2 separate regions of the Mus musculus genome follow, and region 2 is linked to region 1. Evidence: chromatin contacts called from public HiChIP or PLAC-seq data. All regions are on one chromosome and are shown on one strand. Each heading gives the region's core, a stretch centred on a gene start, on an enhancer-like site or on the middle of the called end of the contact. The rest is flanking DNA. Distances are from core to core; before and after follow the strand shown. Region 1 has its middle 56 kb from the start of Gm30154. Region 2 has its middle 31 kb from the start of Irx4.

Region 1 (5,253 bases), core at 775-3,274:
GCTTTGTCTGCAAAATGTCCTCACAGAAGGGCTGGCTGTTCCTTTTCCACCAGTGACCACGTTTGTAGTTCATCTTCTCATACTTAAGTGGATACTGCAGCAGGGAATTTTGTTGTATGGAATGGCATAGCTTGACTACTCTAGCTCATCTGCTTAGGCAGGTCATATGAACTCTCCTTGAGAATCTCTGAGCTTCACCTGGTCATGTGACAGCCACTCTCTCTGCTTACCATCTTCATTGGGCCTCTAGTCTGTGGCCCTTGTTTCATGCTGGTTACACAGTGAGTTCCCTGGGGCTTTATACACTTCCATTGCTTGTACTTTAAACTTATTTCTAGGTCTAAGGAAGTTGCTAGCTCCTCTAAATTGCTCTTCATTCAGAGCTTTCCTATTTAAAAATACTTATATCTCTGGAAGAGCTTTAGAGCCATACAAATTGTCCTTCTGCCAGTGTCAAAAGGTCTGTAGTTATTTAAGGGAAGGACACATGGACACTATGATGGATACTGATACTCTCTCATGGTGAAAGCAGGAGTTGCAGATGTTCATTCTCACAGTCTCATATGTCTTTATAAAGAGTACTAATGGTTTTCAAATATAATTCCCATATTTGACTTACATCTATTTATAGATAGCTTCTAATTTGTTTCTGTCTATTCTGCATTTCTGAATAGTGACTTCAAAAGGGAAAATTATTGCTTTGTAATTTAAATGGGAATTGAGCCATTTATAGGACGTTTTCTTTTTCCACCTACTTCTGCACCTTTTTGCTTTCAGGTATTTCATAGCCCACAGGCTAAATTTTTTTTGCTCCTCCTAACACTGCTTTGCTCTTGGCCTGAGACAGAAATAAACTGCCTATTGTTTTGAGACATTTTTCTCCTTTCGAAATGGGCATTCCATCCACTAACATGGCTCTTGGATAGCACTATGTGGTTGGAGTCCATGTGCTACTGAGAACACTGCCTTTCCCTGTGCAGGCACAGCTGTACTTCTGGGGAAAGTGTGGAGATAAGCAGTCTGACAACTAGCACCAAAAAAGCAGGTGCAGTTGGAAAAACCTTTATCTTTGGGTGTTTGTGTCCATACCTGAGAAAGAGGTAAGCCTTGTATGGAATAGCCCTTTCCTTACCTGATTCATGGGCAAGAGCCAGATTCCATTTTACTGAATAAACACGATAACCCCCATCCCCAATTAATTATTACAGAAATGAAAAAAGAGAGAATGGTTCAATCTCCAGACACACAAGTTAATGTCTGACCAGGAAAGCTCCAAGAGGGGTTCAGTGAGCTTTGGTTCAAGCATCAACACTACAGCCAGCTCCAGTATACACCAAGGAGGGCTAGACAAGACTGGACCTCACACTCAAGGTACAGCTGTCTTATACACGAGATGATGTCACTGCTGAGATTGTTGGCCTCTGTAGCCCACACTTCAGGGATAAGAATGCTCAGGCCTGGAGTTCTGCCAATGTATCCCCAGACCTGGCCACAGATACACATGTGGCCTTGACTTTTCTAATCTCATCTTTAAAAGTGTGGAGTGACATTGAAGCATTAAAAAAAATCCTGACACCAGGACTATTGTCTTGAATACTTGCTCTATTTCTCTCCAGGTTTTCTCAGTAGCTGTGGCTTCAGTTGTCATTTAAGTGATTCTGTTGTCTCACACACACATAAACACGCACATATGCATGCACCATTGGAAAATCCCATCAGCTTCATGAAAAACCTATTGGTGATCTTTTGGCAAGAGGCAGCTGTGTGGGTTCCAGATGGGCCCTGGGGAATGTTCTTGTTTCTGTTTCCTGAGCAGCAACCAGATGGGTATTAATTTAACACGTAGACCTCATTACCCTGCTGTTGACCTCTCTATTGCAACAGAGAGAATTCCCAGTCTGACCTTGATCTGCAAACCCTTCCTTTCTGTTCCACCTCCAGCTCTGGCCCTGTATACACTTCTGGTGCACACCTCTCAGCTCCATCCACCTGTCTGGAATGTTTTTGCCCCAGACTGACCTCTGACTCATGCTCAGAGGGACTTTCCTGACTGTCTGCTAGCTGCTCTCTCCCTGCTTCCTCAGGCTGTTTATGGCTCATCTGTTTTCTGGTTATTATAACCTCTTGACCTCTCATCCTATGAGAGTATCCTTGTAGATTTCAGGGTCAACTCACAGTGGACGGCTCTCACCATGTGGTAACTACAAGCCTGGTTCATGTAGACATCTTGACTCCTTCCCGTCTCTAGTTCTGTGCCTGCTATTTTGGTGACAGCACTGATTACTGGTTTTACCAAGGTTCTAGATTCTTGCCCATAGGTGGTATCAACTACCATTGTCTTTCATGACTGCTTATGTCTGTTGACTTGATTGTTCATGTGTGTGTCTTTGAATTGACTTCATGTATGTGCCTGTTGTGTTGGAATGTTAATGTTGTATGTGCCTGTTTTCTTGAATGTTTGTGTGTGTTTTGTGTTGACTATTCATGTGTGTGTCTATTGGTCATACATACTAGGCCAACAGTTTATGTGTGTGTTTGTTGGTTTGACTGTTCATGCATTTGTCTATGCATGACATACATACATGAGGATGGCTATTTGGATGACTATTTATTTATGTTTCTGTTGGGTATATTATTCATGTGTATCTCTTGGTTTGACTGTCCATGAAAATTTCTATTTCTTTTGGATTGGCCACTTAGATGTATTAGTATGTAGAGTTGACTGTTAGTGTCTGTGCATATTTTGTTGATCTTTCATGCATGTGCATGTTGGCTTGACTTTCCATCCATGGATGTGTTTGGCTCACTGTTCACCCTGTTCATGTGTGAATCTGTTGGATCAGTCATTCATGTATGTGTTCAGTTGGCTTGTCAACTCATATGTATGCCTGTTAGTTGTTCATATATGCATATTTCTGTTAGGTTGACTATGCAGGTATTTGTTAGGTTCACTCTTTTATGTGTCTCTTGTATTCAGGCTCTTTTTATTATCATATTCCCCCTTTGAGTTATGGAACTCACAGAAGGATATAAGAGTCTAAAACCTAGACCGTCTGTTAAGTACACGACACTACAGAATACACACTGTGTTCTGACACCAGCCAGGATTCCCCAGATCAGGAAGTAGGCCAGGGGCAATGGTAAGCAGTTTGTTGAGGTGCTGGGAGTGGATGTTAGCAGTGCCCTCTTCCCAAGCTGGCACTCACTGTTGTTGTTGAGTAGGACAGACACTCTACTGGGACCTCTAATCCCAAATCTTCACCAGAGAGACCTTTTCTGATGTGGCAATAAGCTAAGGAGCTGGGCGAAATGCCTGCTGTTTCTAATAAAAACAAAAAGAGCATGCACACAGATGTCTACTTTCAATGAATAAAAGGAAGGTGAGCCTACTGCTCTGTCCCTGTAATTAACATCTATGAAACTTACTTAACAATTTCATAATTCATACTCTGTACATAATTGCTTCTTCTTGGTCTATAATTTTTGACAAAGTATACCCAATAATAATATAATACCACAAAGACATCAAGTGCCAGTAAAAATAAAAACAAGAGAAAATTTATTTCAACAAATTCTTCAAAGGTAGTGAACATGGGATGAACACCACTCCTGTGCTCTTGAACATGTGAATTTGTATGTATTATGGAAATGGGTGTGTACACATGAGAGTATACATTCACGTAAAGGCATGTGTGTGTGTGTGTATGTGTGTTCTGAGTGTGTATACTTGTGCATATTCTGTGTGTGAACCTTGACTGAGACTGAGGAAGGAGATCTCAGTCTAACCTTAGCAGGAGATGTCAAACTCCAGCTGTATGCCTATCTGTCACACACATTCTTGGTCCTCAGAGGTTATAAGTCACCAAGATCTTGGGTACTTAAATATTTTCTAAAGTTTCTCAAGTGCAGAGTTCTTGGGTCATAAGAAATGCCTGGCTCTTTGCTCTCAGGACAGCCACATTGCACCTATGACTGTGGTCACCTGCTTTTGCTGTAGGAAGACCTGGTAGGTTCACAGTGAGCTTTTGGGGTTCTTACTCGGGTGCTACAGACAGAAATCTTCCAATATTCTCCTTTTCCTGGCCTATTGGGAGGAAGAGAAGCATATGTTGACTCAAAATTGGACACACAGGCTTCAAATGCCAACAATCTGACCTGAATGTGCTCTGGGTCTCAGGCAGTCTTTGGGATGCGGATCTGCTCCACCTCTTACTCTGTTTACACTGGGTATACTTGGAAAGCATAGGGTACACAGTGCCTATTGAAAGCTGCAGAGGAAAATGCCTCTTCTCATTTTGCAAGAGTGTGTTCATACATACACAAGGTGCTCACTTACACACAGTTGCATTCACTCTGTGTGGATATACTCATACCTGCACTTGTACAGACACACACACGTAAATGCACCCATACATACTCACACATGCACACTCACATGCACCACAGAACTAATGCATTCACACGTTGCATGAATACACTCACTGAACCATATATAGTCATGCACACCACATGTACACATATGAACACATTCACATGTACCCATTCATGCATATGAGCATACCCACTCACATCCATGTTCACATACAACTGCCATAATGCCTCACATTTTGTACCATTGTTACATGTATCAACCTAATCAGCAAGCCTCCTGGGGCATAGGCTTAAGATCAAAGGACAGCACATACTCCAGCTTCAGAGAAGAAGAGCCTTGGCCAGATACCGGTCCCGATTTCTTTGATGTATAGCAAAGAAGAAATCAGTTTGTTCCCTAAAGCTCCTTCTAAAAGGCCTCAGTGACAATAGGAGAGTCACTGAGGCGAAGGAGTGTTGTCTTGAGAGGCAGGATTTGTGTGGGGTTTGCTGAGTGGATAGCTGGAATGGAGACATTCCAGGGAGAAGGCAGGGGCCTGGGCCTCAGAGCTGGAAAGGGCATGGGTGTTGGAGTTTGCAGCAACATGGATGTACAATGGGACAAGAAGCAGGAAAGCGGTCAAGGCTGTGTCACAATGGTGCGATGTGTTGCTAAATGTGACCTGAGGATGAACAACTATGGTGAGAATGGTGTGCTCAAGAGCATGTTAAAGGTATAAGGAGGTGGTCCTAGTGACTGTGCTTGAAATGAGCATATATGAGCCTGGCAAGAGCTGACACTGTCCAATGGATTTGGTCCAGAAACTCTGAGATTAGTTCCTTCACAGACCTTGTTTTGCAGATGGGTCAGTTAAGGTGCAGGGTGGTAAATCTCTGACCAGG
Region 2 (5,287 bases), core at 2,323-4,822, 210 kb before region 1:
CTACTGTGACTTTTAATATGTGAGCTAACTAGTTGCCTATTGAGTATAAGAACTCAAGTGGTCATGTAGACTTCCCACCCCCAAGGCTTCATTTTAGGAAGAGAACTCATATGTCCAGAGTTGGAAGTGAGATCAAGGTTGTGGCAGAGCCTGAATTTTAACCTGTTCCTCTCTGTTGGACCTGTGTCCCCCATGAAAGTCCCTCTCCCTAAGAAGTGACAGAACCACCGCTCAGTGGATGTGTGCTCATGTCACTAACATGTTCAATATGTGCATGGCGACTCACTCCTAAAGGCAGCTGTGTCTACTTCCTAGAGGAAGATTTGGAGGCCCAGAGCATTCCCCACCCCTGTCCCTGGAGAGCAGAAGACCAGTTGGCAGCCCCTGGTTTACAAAGTGACTGGCTACTCATTTCTTCAACCTGAGATGCATGTAAGAAGTGTTGATGGCAGTGCCTCCTCCAGGACCTTATTCCCCCCACAGGCAAAGGGTAAGCAATAGGATGGCAGCAAGTAATGTCTTAGGGTTTTTATTGCTGCAAGGAAACACCATGATGGGTGATTCATCACAGCAGTAGAAAGCAAGTTGGGGAAGAATGGGTTTATTTGACTTTTGCATCACTGTTTATCATTGAAGGATGTCAGGATGGAAACAGAAACAAGGCAGGAACCTGCTTACTGATTTGCTTCCCAAGGTGTTGCTCGGCCTTCTTTCTTATAGAATCCAGGATCATCAGCCCAGGGATGGCGTCACCCACAATGGGTTGGGCCCTCCCCATCAATCACTGGCTAAGAAAATACAACTAAATCTTATGGAAGCATTCTCTCAATTAAGGCTCTAGCTTTCAGATAACTCTAGCTGTGTCAAGAGGACATAAAATTAGCCAGTGCAAGTAGTTAGCTGCTGTGTAGGCATAAGGAAGAGAAACAAACTGTCTGCCTTTGTTCCCAGGACCACGAGGCTCCATGAGGTCAGAGGGTTCTTGGCTCTGCAAGAGGCATAATGAAGAGAGTGAGTCCTTCAGCCAAAGGAAGCCTGGTTCCAGAAACGTGTATTGGGAGGGCAAGCTCTCTGACACAGCCTTCATGGAGGGGTGATGGCCTGAGAGCCGGTGTCCCGAGGAGGTCAGGATAAAGGATCTTTTATCACGGGTCTCCCTGCCACAGTCAACATTCAGAACACCAGGAGTTGGATCTCAAGAAGACAGCTCTGTATTCCCATGATATCCCACCCTTTCACAAAGTACCCCTGCACCAGCCCTGTTCCCTGCACCCAGTGCCTATTAGCCAGTCTCATGCTGATTCCTTCCCATCTCCTCTACTTCATCCTGACTCCTGATCCTAACATCTCTTGGCCACTTCCTGCTCCAGTAGACCCTCTCTGTGACTCAGCTCGGAGGTCACTTTCATCTGTGTGGTAGAGTGAAGTTTACTTCCTTGGGTATTTCCTGCTATTCCCTCAGAGAAAGATAGCAGATATGTAGCCACCCATAAGGCACCGTCTCACTGTGCCATAGCTGCCTTCAGGGGGATAGGAAGATCTTAGGCAAACCAGAGAGGCTTGGGTACATTGCTATGGCTTCCTTGATCCCCCTGGACTGTGGGCTCAAGTCAAAGCTGGAGTCAGCTTTCAGTTTGTGAATATTTAAGTGTGTTCAGAGGTAACTGTGTACATATGAGCATGTACATACAGGTGTGCACATAGACACTCATGTGAAAATATGTGCACAAGTGTGCATACATGTATGTAAATGAGCATATATGTGTTCTTATATGTGTATGTAGTAGATGTAAACACACACACAGGTAAGCATGCATATACACATGCAAATACATATGAGAATGTACATGTCTTATGTGTGCAGATGTAAACATACATCTGTACATGTGTGCTTATGTGTTCATTCAAAGATGTATATGTAGGTATACATATATGTATACATAGAAAGATGTATGTGTGTTCTTCTCTATGTATATGCAGCTGTGTACATGTATATACATATGAACATATATCTGTGCTCACATGTGTGCAGGGGTTCACATGTAAGTGTGAAAAATGAACATGCATGTTCTTGTCTTTGTATGTGTGGGTGTATAGTTGCGTATACATATGAGCTTATGTGTGCTTGTATATATGTGCATATATGCACATATGTATGCATGCAAGCAAGCAAGTATGTGCTTGTCTGTGTACTTGTCTGCATACATGCACAGGTATTCACATGTGTGTCACACTTGGGACTTATTAGCTGGCCAGGTGTCTGACTCTTAGTTCCCTGGAAGTTTCACTTAAGGCTTTAGATTAAATGGTCAGAGAGGATGTGAGGCACGGATGCAGCTGCTGCACGGGAACACTAATGAGGGCCATGTCACAGAATGAGCAGCCTCCTCTGGAGGTCTGCAGGCTCTGGGCTCCCACCTCTGACACCCTGGCAGCTGGGCAGAGTAGAGAGCTGCGGACAGGGCGAACAGCTAGCTCCATTGCTTTTGCTCTTTGCTTTTCCATGTTCTGATTTCTCTAGAACCAGCGGCTTTTTGCTAAGAAGATTTGGCTCCTGGGCTGGATTGTCTATCCTTGAAACACTACCCACCTTCCCCCAGCTCCCAGAGGCCACTGAAACCCGGGGACAGAGATGACTGAGTGGCACTCTGCATTTTCTGACTCCACCTTGACTCCCCAGGGCCACGTGCTCCTCAAGCTGAGCTTTCTCAGGCTATCTGCAGCCTCACATACCTCCAGCCCCCTGCCTGCTTTCAGGCCTCTCTCTGCAGCAGTGGGTGGTGGTAAAGGACTGTGCCTGTGAGCACAGCTGAGCACAGCTTTGGCCTTGCCACCCATCACCTCAGGAAAAGAGAGGTCAGTGTCCAGGAGCCAGGATCCCTCTTTCACTAGTTTCTGTCCTTCATTATCTCACTTCCTCTTCTTCCCCTTCCTTCCCTGACCTCCTCTCCCTCTAATTCATTTATGATCCTTTGTTTCCTTTGCCAGACCTGTCCACTGTGGGAAAGCCGGTGTTCTCCTTCCATAGCAATATCACATGCCTGTCACACGACTTGCTTTCAACTCTTAGGTAGGCAGGACGCTGCCCATATGTGAGTGTGTGCTGTAAGTACGCTCTGCACTAGTGGCTAGGAGGGCATTGTGCTGTTGATGAGAATGCAAGGGGCATCCGAGTGCACAGGGCCCTGAAACTTGGTTATAGAGAATCATTCTGTCACATAGGAGGCTGTCCAGTCTCAGCCTGTAAAGACCTGGTCACCTAGGCCATCTTAACATTGAGTCTATGAAGGGAGGTACGGGGTAGAGCTTAGCTACTCTGAGCTTACAGGGGGGCTCACACAGGCATGTGCATGGCACGTACTGCACACATTCATACAGAAATAACCTTTACCTACTGTTGACCTTGTTTTCAAGTCATCCCTCCCCACACCTGCTTGCATCACAGTGCTTCCAGAGCTAGTGCTGAGACGCCAGAGAGGCGCCATCCTGCCGGACACCTGTGCTTTTTCCCTGGGCTTAGCTAGCCTCCAGCAGGTAAGCCACTATGACTAAGAAGCCAGGAATGTCAGGGCAGTCACCTTTGTTTGACTTTCTCTGTCACTATGCTATTTGGAAGCCTCTATTGCCACAGCCCCTGCTGCAGGTTGTGAGTCAGTGGCTGCCAGATGACACCTGTCAGCCAGCCAGAGCAGGCGCCTGACTTACTAGGCAGCTGGGGGAATGGGAAATCTATCTACCGGAGCCATCTAGGACATTCCAGAAGACCTGGCCTGGTGGCAATAGGCACCACCTCCCTCCTAGAGATCCAGGCCCAGGCGGAGGCCCTGCTGCATAGACTCAGAAGTAGAATTGCCTGGGAAATGCTTGGCACCCACAGACCCTGGATCCAGTGCAGGCCCAGGAGTACTGTGAATGTGCCTACTGTCAGGTGTGGACTCCTCTAGCTTGTTCGAGACATGCCACCAGGCCAGTGAGGGGCTCTAGAATGTCAGTGCTGCCCTGTTGCAACCACGATTCTGGGTGCTGGGTGCTGGGTGCTGGAGATCTTGTGCTGCTCACAGAGGTCGCTTCGGAAGAGCAGATCTGGGACACTTACAGCCTATCTCCTTCAGCTCATTACATGTTCATGCAGCAAGAATATTTTATCATGAGTCTAAGATCAGGAAAGATTCTAGAGCACAGTAAACCGTGGTTATGAGGTAGCCAGGAAGGTGAAATGATGGCTCTCTCTCTCTCTCTCTCTCTCTCTCTGCCATCATCTCTCTTCTACTTTTACTTTAGAGAACTTTGTGTTTTAGTAAACTTTATTGTTTGAGCAAAGTCAGCTGAAAATGGTGTCACAGGCTTGTAATTCCAGCATTTGTGATCCCAAGTAGGAGGGTTGGGTTGTGAGTTCCAGGCTGGTCTGGGCTACACAGTAAGACATTGTTTCAAAATAAGAAAGTGAAAAGAGAGTGCAGAGAGCTGCATACTTCCCCTCCATTGCTAACCTGTCACAGCAGAGCAGACATTGTATCAATGCTCCAATATGGATGCAGTGTCTTTAGTCAAACGCTACTGTTTTTCTTAGAGTCACTCAGCATTGCAAAAGCTACATTTTGAATCAAAGGCATAATCAATGTGCCTATTGTTTCAGTCACACAGGCTGCAAGCATCCTGTACTTCACCGGTAACTCTTAGTCCATGTGGTGACCATAGTCCCCGTGGTCCCCCTTTTTCCTCCCCCGTATACCCTGAAGCCTTTACAGACCAGCCCCTTTTACCGAGTGCTACGCTTTCCTGCTTCAGCATACCTTTCAGCCTTTATCTCCCTGCCTGTGGGCTGCTTCAGAGTGATACTTGTTGCATCCTGTACCTGTCCAGGTGCCCTCCCCCAGGCTACCCGAGCTACGAGATTTTCTTGCGATAAACTACGCTCCTGACTCCATTTACAGATGGAGTGGTCTAGGCACCACAAAGGACTGTGTCTGGCTGAATCCAGTTGGAACCATCTTGAGATTCAGGCCTAACCACCTTGCCGATGGCAGTGTTCGAACTCCTTTCTGTCTACAGATCTAGGAGCCTCCTGAGTTAAGCATGTCCGAGAGAGCCCAAGAAGGGGTCAATTTGGGAAGAAGAGCAGTGGCCAGAGCAACAGATTAGAATGTGCCAACGTCCCCGTGGTTCCACCCATCCCCTTCACTCAAAAGGGAGTCTGTGGCCCTCAAGGACTAGGCGAACCTTTGTCTCTTCCCAGTTTATCATTAGGAGCTGTCCTCTGAGCTGTCATCTGGTCTTGTTCTCTCTG

The links. HiChIP or PLAC-seq counts read pairs in DNA pulled down with a chosen protein or histone mark.
Region 2: an H3K27ac HiChIP or PLAC-seq map of trophoblast stem cells shows a contact between it and region 1, with 3 times the contacts expected there. The contact joins two enhancer-like sites. A contact is called at or near these places in 21 of 484 Hi-C or Micro-C datasets (the AML12 cell line, the AtT-20 cell line, the Ba/F3 cell line and 7 more), 1 of 115 datasets of contacts at active chromatin or transcription factors (trophoblast stem cells) and 1 of 9 other capture datasets (embryonic stem cells).

Annotation. Positions count from the first base shown.
Region 1 is chr13:73,074,217-73,079,469 of GRCm38.p6, reverse strand. No RefSeq gene overlaps it. Among named protein-coding and RNA genes, the nearest start is that of Gm30154, 56 kb to the left of the region's middle. Within about 2 kb of position 2,024, at least 13 of the 459 cell types and tissues checked have an H3K27ac peak or open chromatin away from gene starts, as enhancers often do. A contact at or near this core is called in trophoblast stem cells, where this site is marked.
Region 2 is chr13:73,288,771-73,294,057 of GRCm38.p6, reverse strand. No RefSeq gene overlaps it. Among named protein-coding and RNA genes, the nearest start is that of Irx4, 31 kb to the right of the region's middle. Within about 2 kb of position 3,572, at least 30 of the 459 cell types and tissues checked have an H3K27ac peak or open chromatin away from gene starts, as enhancers often do. A contact at or near this core is called in trophoblast stem cells, where this site is marked.